2 separate regions of the Sus scrofa genome follow, and region 1 is linked to region 2. Evidence: chromatin contacts called from public Hi-C data. All regions are on one chromosome and are shown on one strand. Each heading gives the region's core, a stretch centred on a gene start, on an enhancer-like site or on the middle of the called end of the contact. The rest is flanking DNA. Distances are from core to core; before and after follow the strand shown. Region 1 holds the start of SLC12A9 (solute carrier family 12 member 9). Region 2 overlaps ZAN (zonadhesin).

The links. Hi-C and Micro-C count contacts between places; a contact is called where the count stands out from the background.
Region 1: a Hi-C map of liver shows a contact between it and region 2, with 5 times the contacts expected there. The contact joins the promoter of SLC12A9 here to the enhancer-like site in region 2. A contact is called at or near these places in 1 of 5 promoter capture datasets (liver), 11 of 47 Hi-C or Micro-C datasets (alveolar macrophages, embryonic fibroblasts, fetal heart ventricle and 4 more) and 2 of 2 datasets of contacts at active chromatin or transcription factors (alveolar macrophages and skeletal muscle).

The regions. Positions count from the first base shown.
Region 1 is chr3:8,695,057-8,697,862 of Sscrofa11.1, forward strand. SLC12A9 (solute carrier family 12 member 9) reads left to right here and starts at 1,537. Exons shown (of 14, transcript XM_003354477.4): 1 at 1,537-2,806.
Region 2 is chr3:8,657,934-8,660,712 of Sscrofa11.1, forward strand. ZAN (zonadhesin) reads left to right here. Exons shown (of 41, transcript NM_214383.1): 25 at 244-488; 26 at 569-733; 27 at 899-1,023; 28 at 1,325-1,620. Among named protein-coding and RNA genes, the nearest start is that of ZAN, 21 kb to the left of the region's middle. Within about 2 kb of position 1,453, at least 3 of the 83 cell types and tissues checked have an H3K27ac peak or open chromatin away from gene starts, as enhancers often do. A contact at or near this core is called in liver, where this site is marked.

The DNA of each region.
Region 1 (2,806 bases), core at 287-2,786, 37 kb after region 2:
TAGGTCACAACTGTGGATCAGATCTGATCCCTGGCCCAGGAACTCCATGTGCTTCAGGGTGGCCAAGAAAAGGGAAAAAAAAAAAAAAAAAAAAAAAAAAAGAACTTTGTTAGAGGGACAGGATGGGGTGTTATTATGAATCTCAGAGATGAGACAGGCTGGGGAGGTTAAGTGACCCGTCCAAGCACTCAGCTAGCAGCCAGCAGGTGGACCTGACTCCACACTTAGATCAAACGGCCTTCCAGCCCGACCTCCAAGGACCTGGAGGACACCTCGCAGCCTTCTGCTTCTTCCTTTCCCACCCAGGCCAGGCTTAGGGCATTTCCCTCCCTCTGCCTTGGACCCTTACTCCTGTGGAGCCCCTGTTTCCCACCAGCTATTAAACGGGTATGATTTACTCCCTAACATTCACCAGAGCCTTGCCCACCCAGCCCCTGGTCTTGACGCTGGAGACAGAGGAAGGGGTTCTGAGCCCTGATGGAAGAGCAGGGGACTGAAACAGCCAGGACTGGAGACAAGCATCAGTGCAAGCTGATAGGAAGGAGGGCAGGGGAAGGGCAGAGCTGGAAGGGCAGAGCTCAGAGCAGAGGCCAAGGCTATCAGAGGGTAAGGAGGTTTGGAGAAGGGAGGCCTGGGGGCCTGAGCTCAACGGGAGGGCTGCGGGGTAGTGGGAGGAGGGAAAGAGGTAATGGGAGGCTCATTGTCCCAGCAGGGGGAAGTCTTTTGTTTCCTCTCTTCCCTTGGCAGCCTGACAGGATATGAGGCCAAGCCCCCCCCCCATGCCAGGCCCCCCCCCCCACTGGACGGGGCCCTTCCCCTACTATTGTGTCCTTGACAGGGATGGGGGCAGGGGCAACAGCTCTGGGGCAAATATAAGGAGGACCATTCGTGGTTAGAGGCTAGGCTAACAAGGACCTGAAGGGACAAGAAGCCCCTGGGCTGGTTCGTGGAGCTTGGCAGGAGAGCTCTGTGCCTGGGGAGGAGCAGGAAGCCAGGCCAGGGTGGGGCCTGCACCAAGGGCAGCAGGTCGGGCCGGGGGGCGGCAGGCTGGGCCCCAGAGGAGATGACGCAGTGCTTCAGGCCTCTCCCAGCCCCCACCATTCCAGCCTGGGGGCCTGAGAGCTCACCTGAAATCCAGAGTTCCCCCCAACCCCCTCCATTCCCTAAAGTTGACATCACCCCTACCAAGACAGCTGGGATCTGAAAGAGCCCAGCAAACTCTGGTGTCCTGCCTGGGCCCTCCGCATCCATTTTCCTGGACTCCCTCCCTCCTTCCCCGGGATCCAGGAGTCTGGCCTCCTGCTGCGGTCCTCCAGGAACCCTGGAATTTCATCCCTCCCCTTCTCTCCTCCCTCCTGGGTCATTTTGCTCCATCAGCTGTTCCTGCAGGAAGGGCGCCCTGCTCAGCCTCGCCTCTCTTCCCGAGCCTTTTGTTTGCTGGATCTGCAGGAAACTGTAGGGGCGGTGGCCAAGGGCTCATCTGCCCCTGGGGCCTGGGGGAGGGGGGGGTCCGGATTCACGAGACTTAATTCAGGGGAGCTCACGGCGGGGGACGGGGTGCCGAGGAATTAGCATTTAGGGCCTGAACTCGGAGTGGGGCACTCAGGGGCGGGGATTGGACGTCCTGTCTCCGAAGGATGGTCCAGGTGTGTGCTCTGGGATCCTTTAGAACAGAAGGCTGGACAGGCACCCCGAGATGACCTAATCGGTAGATCCGGGAGCCAACACGAGGCGAGAAAAACCCAGATACTGATTCCACAACCTCGTCCTACACGTCTCAGATCCCAGGAATCCCAAGCAGTGGGGAGATGATAGGCAGCTCAACGTTTTAGGATTAGCCAATTCCTTTCTCCTTTGAAAATGGTGGGGAGGACGACCAGCACGTAGTCCTGAATTCGCGCCTTCCCAGTACGCGACCGCAGACCAGGCGGCGGCGCGGACGCTCTAGCGAGCCGGCGCCCTCTCGTTTGCTGCCCTCTTTCTGGGGCACCCTGGGCGCCGCCATCTTCCCTCCTTAGAGGGCGGGGCGGGGCCACAGCAGTCACGTGAGGAGCCAGCCCCAGATCCGCCGAGGCTCCCAGAAGACACGGTGCACGGTTACAAAGGGCCACCGGAATGCCAGGGACTGATGGAAGTACCGGAGCTAGAGCAGCAAAGAAAAGTTCCTGTTTCGTGGAGCTTAACTTTTCTGTTGGGACTAGGCAGTCGATGAACAAGATAAACACTTTAAAGGCATCTATTAGATGTGTTAAGCGCTCTGGTTAAGGAAAAAAAAAATAGGAAAGGGGGATAAGCCCTAGGAAAGTGGGATGGGAAGGAAGGTGTAGTTCACATTTATTTATTTATTTATTTAGCTTTTTAGGGCTGCACTGTGGCATATGGAGGTTCCCAGGCTAGGGGTCCAATTGGAGCTACAGCTGCCGGCCTACACCACAGCCACAGCAATGTGGGATCCAAGCCGCGTGTGCGACCTACACCACAGCTCTCGGCAACGCCGGATCCTTAACCCACTGAGCGAGGCCAGGGATCGAACCTGCAACTTCATGGTTCCTAGTCCGTCCGCTGTGCCACGACAGGAACTTCTGTAGTTCACCTTTAAATGGGACTGGCAGAGATTTCACTAAGAAGGTAATATTTGAGTCCAAAAGACAAAGGAGGCTCCTGTCCTGTGCTGCCACAGCATTCTTGGCAACAGCCCAGAGGTCCTCGTGGGGCAAGATCAGGGATGAGGAGAGGTGAGGGCAGGATACGGGTCAGGTAGGGCTTCATGGGGCGATTGCCCATATAATATATAGACCACTCTGGG
Region 2 (2,779 bases), core at 203-2,702:
GGGAGGCCACTGAGGGTGGAGGAGGACCTCCAGCCACTGAGACAAGCTCTCCCCAACTTCTCCTCCATCGGGAAGGGCCCCTGGGGTTCCCTCTGCTCCACTGCCTTGTGTCTTGACTCTTTCTGTGGAATTGGAGTTCCCTTCTGAGGCTCCCTCTCCTCCGCATCCTTTCCTTGAAGGTGGGGAGGGGGCCTGTTCTTGCTGGAGGCAGGGCCCCTCCTCAGCCACCTGTCTGTCCTCCAGGGATGGGAGTGTGCCGCATCCCTGACACATCCCACTACGTGAGCTTCGATGGCAGCTACCATGCTGTCAGGGGCAACTGCACTTACGTCCTGGTGAAAATATGCCACTCCACCATGGACCTGCCTTTCTTCAAGATCAGTGGCGAGAATGGGAAGCGGGAAGGCCAACCCCCGGCTTTCTACCTCCGCCAGGTCTACGTGGATATCTTTAATACCCTGGTCACCCTGAAACAGGACCAAGTGCTGGTGAGCTGGGTGAGGAGGACGTGGACTCTGGGGACGGGGCTCTGGTCCTTCCTCCTGCTCACAGGTCCTGTCCTCTGTAGATCAATGGCACACGGGTCAGTCTGCCTGCAACCACGCAGATCCGTGGGGTCAGAGTCATTTCCAGGGACGGCTACACCGTGCTCACCATCAACATCGGGGTGCAGGTCAAGTTTGACGGCAGAGGTTTCCTTGAGGTTGAAATCCCCAAAGCCTATTACGGAAGGGTGAGGAAGACTCCTGCGTCTCTGTGCAAGGGGATCAGCCTGCAGGGCCGGTGGGGGGGGGGGCGGGGGCGCCTTTCTCTTTGGAGTGGGAAGGTGGTGCCAATGAAAAATGCCCCCTGCCTCCCCCGGCGCTGAAGATCCCCTCCATCTCCTCCGCCCACCCAGACCTGCGGCGTGTGCGGGAACTTCAACGACGAGGAAGAAGACGAGCTCATGATGCCCAGTGATGCACTAGCTCTGGATGACGTCATGTATGTGGACAGCTGGCGAGATAAGGAGATCGACCCAAAGTAATTGCCCCCAAAGACTCTCTTTGTGTAGGAACGTGAGTCGGGATTCTAGACCGTATGGCCCACCTGGGCTGGGAAGGCCCGCGTGGTCCTTCACGGGCGCCGCTTGACAGGGACGGCGTCTGGGCCCCAGGAGCCCGTCTGGGAAACACTACGGTCTTCCTGTCTGGGCTTTGAAAGGTGCGGGAGGCCAAGGCCGCATGGAAGGCTGGCCAGAGCCCAGGCCAGCTTCCCAGGGAAGACAGGAGGATCTCCTGAGGGTGGTTTGGCTGTCCCTGTGATGACCCCTTTCCCTCCCCAGTTGCCAGGAAGATGACAGGAAGACCGAAGCAGAATCACAAGAGCAGCCAAGTGCAAACTGCAGGCCAGCTGACCTGGAGCGAGCCCAGGAGCAGTGCCAGGCGGCCTTTCAGGCCCCGGCCTGGGCAAACTGTGCCACCCGCGTGGTGCTCAGTCCCTACGTGCGCAGCTGTACTCACAAGCTCTGTGAGTTTGGAGGCCTAAACCGTGCCTTTTGCGAGTCTCTGCAAGCCTTCGGGGCCGCCTGCCAGGCCCAGGGGATCAAGCCCCCAGTCTGGAGAAACAGCAGCTTCTGCCGTGAGTGTCCCCTGCAGCCACCCTCAGGCCACTCCCAAGCATTCTTTCACCTGTGTACCTCTGAAAGCTCCCCCAGGCTCCTTGTCGGTTCTCCCCAACCTAGTTCTGACTTTATTTTCCCGGACGTGGACCATTTACAGGAAGCTCTTAGCCTGTGCCCCTTACGGCCAGGCCTGCGTGGGCTGCTTCTCAGCGGCTCCTGTCCATGTCACTCCCCTGCTCACTCTTACCTGCAAGTCCGAGTTCCTCTCCGAGACCCTCCAAGCTGTCGCCGCCACTCCCTGCCCCCTTCTCCCCCTTCCCTGCATCACCTGCGTCAAATGACCCCTTTCCCCACTCAGGCCCTACTTTCCCACAGCCCTCCCTCCCTTTCTGTGCACTGCTCCCTGCACCCAGAAAGTTCTTTCCACTCCCCTCCTGGCAGACTCCAAGACATCCTTCTTTAGCTCTTTTCTTTAAACTTTTTTTTTTTTTTTTTTCTAGCCAGGAACTCCTGCAGTCAGATTCTTAACTCACTGCACCACAGCAGGAACTTTGTCATTTAAAAAAATTTTTTTTGGGGGGGTAGTTCCTGTCATGGCTCAGCGGAAACGAATCTGACTGGTATCCATGAGGACACAGGTTCAGTCCCTGGCCTCGTTCAGTGGGTTGGGACTCCGGCGTTGCCATGAGCTGTCATGTAGATTGCAGATGAGACTCAGATCTGGCATTGCTCTGGCTGTGGTGTAGGCTGGTGGCTACAGATCTGATTCAACCCTTAGCCTGGGAACCTGCATATGCCATGGGTGCGGCCCTAAAAAGACCCCCCAAAAAATCTTTTTTTTTTAGACTGGGCTTGTGGTGTGCAGAAGTTCCCAAGCCACAGCAGTGACAGTGCCAAATCCTTAACCACTAGGTTGCCAGGAAGTCATCATTTATCATAATTTATTTAACTAGTTTTCTATTGATGGACTTTCTAGTTGTTTCCGATCTTTTGCGATTGCAAATGGTTCTGCAGTGGAAACTTTGTGGAGATGTGATTTTCTCTGTGTGTGTTTTTATCTGTAGGATAAATTCCTAAAAGTGGAATTGTCAGGTCAAGGGCTGTGTAGATTTGTACTTTTGAGAGACATTGCCAGATGGGCTTTCATAGGGGTTGAGGAATTTACGTTTCTACCAG